Linked DNA regions of Mus musculus: region 2 is linked to region 1. A link is a contact called in public Hi-C data. All regions are on one chromosome and are shown on one strand. The core of a region is the stretch at or near the end of the contact, and the rest is flanking DNA. Distances in the headings are between cores, read along the strand shown. Region 1 overlaps Gm31195 (a long non-coding RNA gene). Region 2 has its middle 180 kb from the start of Msc.

Region 1 (6,427 bases), core at 2,113-4,612:
GCCAGGCTAGGTATTTCTCTGGATCAGCATATCAAATTCTGACAGGGGTATAAATCATCCTCATTTTCAGATGATGCTTATATGATGTGAGCAAGGTCCTGCGATCTCACGGCGCTCTGGCTTGCTGCTTCTATCCTGGTCCTTTTTATTTCAGCAGAATGGCCGAGTAAACATGCTTTGAGATGGGCACAGGCAGGTGGGTCGAGTCCTGACTTCCTGCATTCTTCTGTTCATTTGTTCCTTCTGTTACCTACTTATAAACCACCTGTAATACACTGGCTAATGTTTAAGATATAACAGTAAGTGAGCTGATCTCCAGCTCTTGCTCTTTACATCTTACAAATGTAGTAGGAAAGAGAGACGATCAGCTCTAAAATTGTTAAGAATTGGAAAACAGACAGGAGGGCTTCGCGGGCTTCTGAGCGCCTCCTGGGGGATTGGAAACTAGGCAGGGGTATTTGGGAACAGCTTTCCAAAGAAGAGCCTCCGGTTTTTAAAATTTTATTATCTTCTTTATTTACATTTCAAATGTTATCCACCTTCCTGGTCTCCCTCCAAAATCCCTCTCCCAGTATCCTCCCCCATCCCCTTGCTCACCAACCCACCCACTCCTGCTTCCTGGCCCTGGCATTCCCCTACACTGGGGCTTAGAGCCTTTATAGGACAAAGGGCCTCTCCTCCCATTGATGACTGACTAGGCCATCCTCTGCTGCATATCTAGCTGGAGCCATGAGTCCCACCATGTGTTTTCTTTGGTTGGTGGTTTAGTCCCTGGAAGCCCTGGGGGTACTGGTTAGTTCATATTGTTGTTCCTCTATGGAGCTGTAAACCCCTTCAGCTCCTTGGGTCCTTTCTCTAACTCCTTCATTGGGGACCCTGGGCTCAGTCCAATGGCTGTGAGCATCCACTTCTGTATTTGTCAGGCACTGGCAGAGCCTGTACTACAGGGCAATTGTGATTTAAACAAAACAAAACAAAACAAAACAAAACAAAACAAAACCTTCATGGTATTGGTACAGTGACAGGCAGGTAGATCAATGGAATAGACTTGAAGATCCAGAAATGAACCCACACACCTGTGGTCACTTGATCTTTGACAAAGGAGCTAAAACCATCCAGTGTGTGTGTGTGGGGGGTGGGGGGGGTGGGGGGAAGCATTTTCAACAAAAGAAGAACCTCTTTAGCTTAGCTTAGAAAGTGACAAGCCATTTCCTAGATAAAGAAGCAAGGGAAAACAGGTCAAGGTAGGAGTAGCAACAAAGTCTGAGTTCTGTAGGAATGTATGCATGGCTGCACTGTGGCCAGCTAGTCGAGGTGAGCAGACAGGCAGGGAAGTGCATAGAAAAGATGCTATCCAGGCTAGGGAGCACTCAAGGGTGTCAAAGGCTGCTGTCATTGGAGATAATATTTCCCAGTGTTCTTCCTTTCCAATTTCCTCTTTCTTTGCACACCCCAGACTCTAGCCAAACTGAGGTCATTATTAGCATCTCCTCTGCTGACTCCTACCCCCCCCCCCCCCACACACACACCCTGGGCTCTGGGGAGCTGTCCTGGAGGTTGGACAGATCCTGCTCATCAAAATACAGTTCTTCTGACCTCATGAGAGCATGAAGGAAAGCACCGCTTTAAAACAAAGTCTCCTTCTGACCTGGAATATCTGAAATAAGTGAGAGAGGTGGGCCTGTTTATGTGATAAGTGCTTCCATGAGGTGGGCGATTAATGGTGTTTTCTGCCAAAGAGTGAGGGGACAAAAGGTTTCCCTGGGCTGTTCTTGGCTGGAAAAGTCAGCTCTCTGCTCAGCAGAACAAATCCTTGTTAGCACTTTACACAAGAGTCTCCCAGCTTTTCCTATTTACACTGCAAGTGCACTGGAACCCGTAGAGTGGTTCTGTGTACCTGAAGTTTGTCATTTGTTTGAGGACACTATATTCATGGAGGATGAGAAAGGCAAGATTTGGAAGAGAAGAGAGGACCATTAAAAAGCCAGCCAACACAGGCAGACCTCTCTTTGGCAGGGCAGATACTTAAAAGACTACTCCAAAATGAGTCCCAAATGAGAGTTCCCTCCATGCCTCTTTGCTGGAAAGTTACATGGATCCCAAGCTATAAATGCCATCTTCCAGAACAGGCTGTCTCCAAGAGCAGTGCATGCAGCCAGGCCCTGGCTTCAGGCAGGGGTCCGTACAGCACCCGGGGTTCCTATTACGGTGCCCCCAGGTCTCAGCTTATGAGGTTTTTTAATTCATTAGGTACTTTAGAAAGTAAACTATGCATCTCAAACATGTTCAGTTGCTTAATTTCTTACCAACAGAGGCCCACACATGTGCGGAAAAGACTTGCCCAGGTTTTAAGAATCATGCTTCATTATAGAATGAAAAGGCAAAACATGAATAAAGCCAGGCAGTCATGAGAAAAAATACATTCCATAAAGCAAAGCCTACACTTCACATTACAGCAGAGATTATTCTATTATTGGGTATACCTTTTGCACAAGACTAAATTTATCAATCTATATATGTTGAACCATCCCTGCATCTTTTTGATGAAGCTTACTTAGTCATAGTGGATGACTTTTTAGATCTATTCTTGGATTCGGTTTGTGACTGTTTTATTCAGAGCTTTCGCATCTATTTTCATAAGGAAATTGGTCTGCAGTTCCCTTTCTTTGTTGAATGTTTATTGGGATGAGTTCATTGTCTCTCAAGATAGACACATTTTCCAGGAGAGCTGAAACAAGAAAGAATCTAATGTAGTGGACTCTGCTGGACAGCTTTTGCTTGCTACTTCATGTGGCCTGAGAATTTTATGGCTACTATCCCAGCAAAGATACTTAAGCAACATGCTACTGTTGTGACATTTAAATGTGTAGACTCTGATTGTTCATCAAGACACAATTGTACATAGCAAGAAATGAATTTAACACAGAACTTGGGCAGGTAGGAAATTGAAATAAAGTTAGTCCTTTGTCATAGTATGAGAAGCATTTGGGCAAATTAAGTCTTCTTAGTATTTTCCTACATTAGACTTTAAGGAGGAAGAGTGGATAATAGACTAGTAACTGGACAAAGGCACTAACTAAACACTTGTTAGGTGTGAGGCTCAGTGCTGAATACTTAATTATATCTGACAAAGTTGCTTAGGCTGCTACTATCTACCTGTTATACCAGCAATTCTCAACCCCTTTCACAGGGGTGGCCCTAAGACCCATTGGAAAACAAAGATACTATATTATGATTCATAACAGTAGAAAATTACAGGCATGTAGTAATGAAAATAATTTTATGGTTGGGGAGTCACCACAATATGAGGAACTGTTTTTGAAGAGTTACAACATCAGAAAGGCTGAGAACTACTGTGTTATACTATTATTTCCACATTAGGAAACTCAGAAATGGGAGTGTGGTGGTTTGAATAGGAATGGTCCCCACTGGCTCATATATTTGAGTGCTTGGTCCAAAGTTTGTAGAACTGTTTGGAGAGGATTAAGAGGTGTGGCCTTTTTGGAGGAGGTGTGCTATTAGGTGTGGATTTTGAGGTTTCAAAAGTACAAGTCTTGCTCTGTCTCTGCATCTGGCCTACAGATAAGGATATAAGCTTGTAGGTATGTCTCCAGTGCTATGTCTACCTACCATGGATTAGCCCTCTGGAACTGAAAGCCAGCTCCTAATTAAATGCCCCCTTTCTTTGTAAGTTGACTTGGCCATGGTGTCTGTTCACAGCAAGAGGACAGTGATTAATGCAAGGAGAGGTGAGTAGTGCCTGTGGCTGACTCCATCCTGATGAGATACTAGGATGAACTAGGCTCAACTTCAAGCTTTTCTGGTTTGTGGGAACTGGGTCACTATCACTATCACTATCACTATCAATCACTATCACTATCACTATCACTATCACTATCACTATCACTATCACTATCACTATCACTATCACTATCACTGGATCACTATGGATACTGTCCTTCATTCCTGGTGTGTTGCTCTCTTGGCTGGTTGATTTCTAGTTGCAGAGAGCTAGGAAGATCCTGTGGAGGTAGATGAGAAAGTATGAGGAAAGAGTCCAAACAGGAAGCTGCTGGCTGTCACTCTTCCGGGTAAGTACAGATCTGCTGTAGACCAGGAGAGTAGGTGGGGGTCAGGAGGGAGGGAAAAGAGCTGACATTTAAAGACCTGGAGTGAGCCAGTCACCTTCCTTGACTCTTCACAATCATGGAGAAAATTCATTGACCCTTTCATGTTTTCAGAGCGAGGTTAACAATTTGTATTGGCAAAACTTGGCCGTAGAGAGAGCAGAGAAGGCAGCAGACTTCGTGGCTTATTCCCAGCTAGTACAGCCATGTGTTTCCACAAAGGAAAAAGGCAGTTTTCTCTCTTTGGGTCTCTAGGAGGGCATGAATAGAGTTATGAGGTTGGCTGAAGTCTCCTGAATGCCAAGAGTAAGCATGTGGGATATAAAAATGCCTGCCCTGTCTTCCTCACCTGGAGGCCCCCTGTTTCCCTGGAGAAGCTGGTTTTTAATCAGGGTTGTTATCATAGCCTAAAATAGAGCTTCAAAATGGCTCTCTGCTGAACTCACTGTCCTCCTGTGTAGTATTTGTAGTAAAACTTTTATTTTGATTATGTTAAAGGGTCTTAATCTTAGATATCTGATACCAATGAGTCTCAAGAAGGATTGCTCTCTCTGGCTGGCAGTCCTGTGCTGAGGTAAGGCTGTGCCCTGTCCTAAGTTACTCCATATTGCTTAAAGAGTTGGCTCATTGTTGAAGATGGAGGATACACTGAACCTGGGTGAAGGTGTGGATGATGTCATCTCTCCAGCTCCACCCACACAGCACTCACTGAGAAATGGCTTACTCTTGGGTGTAGAAATAAATAAATTTATTTGGGTAAGTTGGGACCATAGGGATTCATGGACATATCAAAATCATATCATGTAAACAAGACATAGGACTTATTGGACACAATAGACCAAGGACCGAGTGAACTCTCACCGGGATTCTGTAAAGAAGTGCACAGTCCTTTAGGGGCATCAGGTCAGCTCTGTGCCTGCTGTGGTTGTGGTCTGTTTCACTACCATCTGCTGTTCTTCCTGTTTGTGTGCTGGCACCTGAGGTCTACTGATTCATCTAGACCCAGCGCTGTCCTTTCCCCTCCACAGCTTGACTCCACTCTGTAGATTTTCTTCTCAAATCTGTGACCAGCAATGGCCTTACTCAGCAGCCACAGCAGTAGCCACCATTCCAGAAGTTGATGATCTTATGTTCTACAAAGACACCGTTTTAAGTCTCTGTCAGTTTCCTGCCTCTCAGACCTCTAAGACCTCTTGAATTCTAATGTGGTCTATTAATCCTTTGTAGCCATTCCATAATTTATGTAGGTAAGTAGACAGATAATAGGTAGGTAGGTAGGTAGATGACATAGATAGATAGATAGATAGATAGATAGATAGATAGACAGACAGAGATGAAATTTATCCCAAGGGAGCTTCATTTTGAGATCTCTGCCCATGACAGGAAAGGGAGGAAACTTCTGCTTCAATTCTAACTTGTCAGTAATTACCTTGTGTTCTTAGAGACATCATTTAACCTCTTTGGCTTTTCTGTACTTAATAAATGATAATCAGACTCTTATGTCAGAGTTGTCTATGAAGCTATGAGTTGTCTATGGGGCTATGAATCTATGAGCTGTTTATGGAGCTATGAATTGTCTATGGGGCTTAGGACTCTTATCGCCAGTGGGGTACAGAGAAGGCCACCAACCCAGGGCTTGCTCTTCAGTGTGGAAGGCTTCCAGCCTGTCAGAAGGGCACAGTGGCCAGTTCTATCAACCTGTGACTTATAATGACAGTACTTTCAATATGAAGAGTGTCATGGGTTTTAAAAAGAATATTTTATATTTGATTTTCCCCATCCTGCAGAAGGTTCAATTACCTTATAGAATCAGTTAGGAGTAGGAAACTTAAGAGTTAATATATTAACTCAGTACCTCATATATATTCTTTTGTAATTTAACCCAATGGAGAGATGGTTTTTATATCAAAATTTATATTTTAGAGTAAGTTATACCTTAGAACTATGCTAAATTGGTGATGAGAATAGTTGCATATGTAAATCCCAGAATCTTGGCATGTTATGAAAGAAGAAACTGAGGTAAGTCATTTGGCTTTTAGAGTCTCATTCATGCACCTCATTTATAAAACAGAGATAATAAAGGCACTCATGTAGCACTGTTGTTTAGAATATAATTCAGAACCATACATAGGAGATGCTTTGCATATTATCTATTATATACTAAATTCTCAATATTATGCTTTATTATATTTTATCCTCCAGTATGTTGTACAGGTTTCACCAACACTTAAGTAATGTCTTCTTTTTCTAGAGAATACAGAAAAATGTAAGAAGTTACTTTTATGACAAATCAGAAAAAT
Region 2 (6,427 bases), core at 1,685-4,184, 710 kb after region 1:
GTAGTGCTTTAGCTTTGAAGATGATGCATTGTGGGTAATATTTTATCCTTATTAAAAATAATACTGTAACTTTAGTTTTTTAAAAATAACACACTTCAGAAAACCTCTATCTAGCCTACATGTCTATTTCTATGTACAAGGTCAAACCTAAGGAAAGATGAACAAGGTTAAGGGCCTCACCACATCTAGCCAAGGAGAATATCCTACTGCTGTAGGTCACAGTAGCACAGAAGAGACGGTGGTATTGGGAGCTGTTTTGTGATGTAGAGCTGGCTTCATTCTAAAGTGCTTATGAGACACCCAGCCTCCTTTCTATGTACCAACAGTGGGCATGATGCCTACTGCATTACAATGTCTGAAGCTCTCCTGCACAGGAAACTCAGGCACGATGAAGTGGACATAACTCGGAGCTGAGACTCAGAACTGAAACTTCCACTGAGATTAGCTCTCTCTACTAGTTGAAGCCTTGGAGGACCGTTAGGAATGGAGAAGTTCTCTGTACATCTGAGAAATGTCTTGGTTCCTTTTGGGTTAAGATGTCTCTGCTGTAGTCTCTGCTGCTGACTGAGGTGGAACCTGCCCATAGTCAGACGTCCGGAGTCAGAGCACCCTGGAATTTTTGCACTCAGCACTGCCACATAACCTGCCTCTCTATACATAGGTATTGTTCACCAATGGGCTCTCCCTTAGGTAAGGCCCCGGGCAATGAATGGAAATTCCCCCTTGTTCTTTAACACTTCTACCCAATGTGGCAAATACAGAGGCCACTTCCACTAGAATTGCAGGAGCTCACATATGATTGTTCTACTTTTGCAAAACCCAGAGGCAGCCACCAAGAAACTCATTGGGTAGAGTAGTGGACCCAGAAATAGTAGGTTGCTGGCACATAATAGCTTGTCAAAAGGCAAATGGAGGGACTGTGTTCTTCTATGCTTTAAGATCTGAGTACATCTCAGAGCATTAAATATTAGTACTTATGATAAGGTTGCCTCTTTTTATTATAGTTGGATATATAGTATAGGAAACGTGATAAGTGGGTCTGAAGAGGTAGCTCAGTCTGCAGAGTGCTTGAAAGCATGAAGACCTATTTAACAGGATTTATCCATCATTCATGTAAGTCTGAGTACAGCTGTGCATGCCTGAAATCCTTGGCCTGGGAAGGCAGAAACCGAAGGATCCCTGGAGCTCATTAGCCCACCATGCTGAATCAGTAAGCTCCAGGCTTAGTGACAGTCCCTGTCTCAAAAACAATAATGTGGAGAGTGACTGAGGAGGAGATCTGACACTGACCTTTGTCCTCCACACATGTGAATTTATGTGGATGTGTGCCTGCAGGTGCATTATTGCATATACACAGGAATATGCACATGTAATACATGGAGGTACACATAAGTCTATATCCACTAAGGATATATGGAACACAGACAAGTGCAATGATGTGAATCAACATTTTTATAGCATATGCGTTAACTTCTATATTGAACATGAGTTGACTGATCCACTGTCTGCTAATCCCTAGGAAGAAGCCCGATGGCATAAAGCTTAGGGCTATAGGACATTGGAGTCTGTGAGGAGTGTCCTTGGGATTGCGTTTAGTACACACTGCTGCTCCTACCTCTGATGAACAACCGTAGTCTATAGCTTCCACCTCTTGCCAATTCACACACCCCTCTCGCACTTCAAGATATTCAGCTATATGGCTGTGTTTTCTATTCACAGCTTATCGGAAAGTTTTGGGCAGAAGAAAAGCACACTTCATTTTAATTGTCTGTTCCAATGTGTCATGTTTATGTGCCCCCAGCACCAGGTTTGCAGTAAATAATTTAAGGGATTTGATCACTGCTTCTCCTTGTAACAAGGAGGGTTAGGTGGAGAAGTGAATAGTGTTAGAGAATAGGCAAGATCACCCAGCACAGAGCAGAAGCTCTCTTGCAACTGGTCAGACAGAGACTTAGCCACTGAGATGGCAATTCTCTTTGCACTGGGGTTTTGGTTTCCCATAAGGCCACACTATAGCTAACATACAGCCTTCTGCATGTCAGAAACATCTCCAGAAGATGAGGGAGGTTTTCCTAAAGCAGCAATCTTTGTTGAGCAAATTTTTATTTTATTTCTAATTTGGACAAAATTGCCAACATTAAGCCTGCTAGTAAAACCTTAATTTCTCAAAACTGTTCACCTGTGTGTCAGCCATATGAGTTAACCTGTGAACAATGGGTTGATCCACTGAGGTTGAAATTCAGGCTCTTTCTGAAAAGTCAGTATGGTCACTGTGCACTTTTGAAAGGTCTATATGGCAGAGACTGAGTCATGCTACTCTGGAAGCATGACAATAAAACTTGAACCCACTGTGTTTGTCTGTCCCTTAGAGTGTCTCCAAACACAGGGGATTATTGGGCTGATGTGGGGCTCTGATGGATGGCTCTTCTGCCCTTAGCTTTGAGAGCCTTTCTGCCATCACGAAACAATGTCATAATTTCATGAAGGTCATGGGAGAAACTGAATGCCTTTGAAGGTGAGGAAAAGTCAGTCTCCAGGGAAGAGAAGACAATAGGCCATCAAAAGGAAACACGATCCATCCAGGAATTTGGAACAGTAACTTTTGTATTTGATGTATCACTAGATAAGTGGTCCATCCTCAGTATCAAACCCTCTTGGGAGCTTTTCTTATCGTTAGCCAATAAAAGTCTGCTATCTTACGTTTTCTTTGTCTATTCTCAGGGTTATAGAGTTTCTCTGAGTTTTTTTCCCTCATGATTATCCTACCTAACAAAGGAAAGAGTTAGTGTCCTTAGCCATCAGCAAAAAAGTTACAAGCAGGGGGAAAAATACATGATTGAAGAACTGAACATGTAATCCCACACAGAGGTATTAAAGGAAAGATCCCTTGAGCTAGCAGACCACAGGACAATGGGTCAGCGATTTCATTTCTATTTCTGACACTGTCATTGACTCAGGGTACTGGGGAAGTCCAAGGTTCCTGTTTTCAAAACTTTATTGACTATGAAAGCACTTATCAACTATTTGGGAAAAAAATGATGTTTGCTGAGCACCCAGAATCTAGAGGCCTTTTTCCAGGGCAGAAAGTGAAAAGAATTTCTGTCTTTAAGCAAATGGGATGATTATCCTCTACCAGCAAAAATGAGCAAAGATATATACAAGGACGTGAGGAGTAGACTGTGAGATTGGAAGTCTTCTTTTAGGGCTCTAAGAAGGGTCCTTTTTCTTTTCACTTTCTGTATGCATACATGTGTGGAAGTGTCCAAATGCCTCAGGGAGGCTGGAAGACAACCTCAGTGCCACTCTCAGGAACATCAGCCACCGCCTGCCTTTGAAACAGCTTCTCCTATTGACTTGGAGCTAACTGATTTGGCTAACTGGCTGGCCAGCCAGCTCCAGGGATCCCGCTCATTAGCTTGTGCATTCCAAAGAGGCAAATGCCATTTTCTTGGGCTTGGAACATGACACATTTTTGCTGTGAGCCTAAGGCAGTGTGTTCATTTTTTAAAATGAGAAAATTGAGCATGGGAGAGCTTAGATGATTTGTTTATGCCCTTGAGTATCCTAAACCTGCAATTAATGCCTTTGACTCCTGACTCTCAAAGCATTTGCTTGTAAGTGAGTGTTAATACTGACTGCACACACGAATTATCATACATGCATGCATGCATGCATGTTTATATATACATATATATGTATGTGTATATGAAAGTGCAATGAAGAAATTCATTAGTTTGTAAAATTAATATACACCAATAAACTTTAAAAGAGTTAATAGAAAGTAGTATTCTGCACTATGGATTCCAACTAAATACTCAGTATAGCACAATTTGATGACAAACAAGAACTTTTTTTTTTTTTCAAGACAGGGTTGCTCTGTGTAGCTCTGGCTGTCCTGGAACTCACTCCGTAGACCAGGCTGGCCTCAAACTCAGAAATCCACCTGCCTCTGTCACCCAAGTGCTGGGATTAAAGGCATGCACTACCACTGCTCGGCAAATAAGAACTTTTTAAATAGTTTTAAAAAAACAATACTATTCCAGGGGAAAGCACCAATCCCTGACACTATTAATGATACTCTATCATGCCTGCAGATAGGAACCTATCAAAGCTGTTCCCTGAGAGGCTCCACCCAGCAGACTCAGAAGGATGCAGAGACCCATACGCAAACATTGGATGGAGATTAGGGACTCTTATGGAAGAGCTGAGGACCCCGAAAGGGATAAGAATTCCATGGGAAGACCAACAGAATCAACTAACCTGGACCCTTGGGAGCTCTCAGAAACTGAACCACCAACCAAAGAACATACATAGGCTGGACCTTGGTTGCCTCCACCTTGCACATATGTAGCATATATGCAGCTTGGTGTACATTTGGGTCCCAAACATCTGGAGAGGGAGGGCTATCCCTAATGCTGTTGCCTGTCTGTGGAATCCATTCCTTTAACTCAGGTGCCTTGTCTGGCTTCAGTGGGAGAAGAAACACTTAGCCCTGTAGAGACTTGATGTGCCAGGGTGGGGAGATACCTGGGAGGGAGGATCTCTCAGAGGAAAAGGGGAGGGGGCGAGGGGGAGGGGTTGTGAGAGGTGGAGACCAGACCTGGATGGGTGAAATAAATTAATTTTAAAAATAAGAAGAAATAAGAAAACAAAGAAAATACCATATTTAAAACCAAACAAACAAATAAACAGTAATAACAAATTTTTTGAGGCTATGACATGAATTTTAATAGCATCGCAAGCCTTAAACCAATCTAAAGAAGGTAATCTGCCCTACATCATGGCAGACAGTGTTAATACTGTTGAATTTCACAACTTTGCTCTAATGTAACTGATTTCAGCACATCAGTACTCCTTTGTGAATGGGATATAAGATGAATAAAGTCTGGATCAGCGAACAATCAGCATCGTGTACAGGATGGGATTGCACTGTGGCAGTGCCCCGGAGTAGTGGAGGATGCTCCTGGCGTCTACCAGGCTTCTGCTTGGAGGGCAGGCTTTCTGCCTGCTCACTCTCTATGCCAGGGAAAAACATCTGCCTTAGGAACAGTCTTAAATCTCAACTCATGAGTTCTATGCAATCTAACAAACAAAACAAAAACAACAAAAAACCCCCACAGAAGTCTGGCGACAATCATAAACTATGGTAATAAAAAATTCTGACCTTTAAATTTCTTCCTTTTATAGAATTTACATTATAAAGTATTTGTTCATTGTGTAGTATTTACATTATAAATAATGGAACCAATACCAATAACCATTGTTAAACAAATAATAAACAATACAATTAAAAACTAGAGGCTTATAATGTGATACTTAGAGTATGATAATTGACAAGTGTCAAGAGAGTCTCTTTTTCTGGGTTTGAAAATTTTATTTTTGATTGTATTGAAAATATTCTCTATACTTTTGGTATGGTATTTTTCACATTTCTTTGTGTCCTAATTCAAAAGCTAGGTCTTTTCATGGTCTCTAAACTACGTTCTGCTTATATATATATATTCACTTTAGTTTGTCTTTGACCACTACAGAGTGATCCAGTTTCCCTACCTTGCCTTTGAGCTCTGATCCACACACTATTGACCCTATTGGTGACCATCCTTTTACAGTGAGCACTAGATCTATAACCCCCATTTACTAAGGAATCTAGGAGAGCAGCATGTAATAGCAAATAGATTTATTCACAGTGAGAACAAACCATGGAAGCAAAGCTTCTGTCCACCTTCTCTGCAGCAGTTACAGATTTATACGAAGTAAGAGACAAAAGGCGGGAGATGTACATGGCCATCTAATGAGCAGAACCATGGCTCTTCCTGGACACAGGTTCCTCTGATGGCTAGCAACACACATCAGACTTTGCTTTCTTTTAGCACAGGACTCTGGGAAAGTTTTATGTCTTTGGTCTCACTGTGTTAATAGTCTGTAGTTTAAGGGGCTTACAAGGTCTGCCTTTGGACTGTGTCATCTCCTGCCAGAACACTTTCAATCATTCATTCCTTTCCACTTCCTGTTTGGACAGAGGGAAATGGAGTCAATTATTACGTATGAATTCAAGCACTTATGATAAGTATTAGGGTGAATGCAAGAGTTGGAAAAGAGGGCGGAGATGTTTGGAGGCTAGGGCACAGCTGTATTCACATTGGAGCTGCTGAACTTGGGGTGGGATTAAAATCTACTTTGAATACCTCATGTTTCCTGCAGGGTATTTACAGCATTTCTCCAGGTTCCTGACTGTGCACCAGTAGAGATTTTTTTTGTCTTGGAATCATTGCAGTTAGTAGGTCTGTAAGTCACTCAGATGACAGTTCTTACAGGCTTCAGTGGCTTCCTGGCTATTCTTATGCTCCTTTCTTGCTAACAAGAGAGGTCACATCTCTTCCTTCCTTTACAACATTTTAGCTGGCATCTAACAAGTTGTAGAGCAGCC

The links. Hi-C and Micro-C count contacts between places; a contact is called where the count stands out from the background.
Region 2: a contact with region 1 is called in a Hi-C map of bone marrow-derived macrophages, with 11 read pairs. The contact joins two enhancer-like sites. A contact is called at or near these places in 2 of 15 datasets of contacts at CTCF or cohesin (large pre-B cells and pro-B cells) and 4 of 484 Hi-C or Micro-C datasets (the N1E-115 cell line, bone marrow-derived macrophages and uterus).

Annotation. Positions count from the first base shown.
Region 1 is chr1:13,862,554-13,868,980 of GRCm38.p6, forward strand. The region is part of intron 1 of Gm31195 (a long non-coding RNA gene); the gene reads left to right. Among named protein-coding and RNA genes, the nearest start is that of Gm31195, 19 kb to the left of the region's middle. Within about 2 kb of position 3,363, at least 2 of the 459 cell types and tissues checked have an H3K27ac peak or open chromatin away from gene starts, as enhancers often do. A contact at or near this core is called in bone marrow-derived macrophages, where this site is marked.
Region 2 is chr1:14,576,632-14,583,058 of GRCm38.p6, forward strand. No RefSeq gene overlaps it. Among named protein-coding and RNA genes, the nearest start is that of Msc, 180 kb to the right of the region's middle. Within about 2 kb of position 2,935, at least 11 of the 459 cell types and tissues checked have an H3K27ac peak or open chromatin away from gene starts, as enhancers often do. A contact at or near this core is called in bone marrow-derived macrophages, where this site is marked.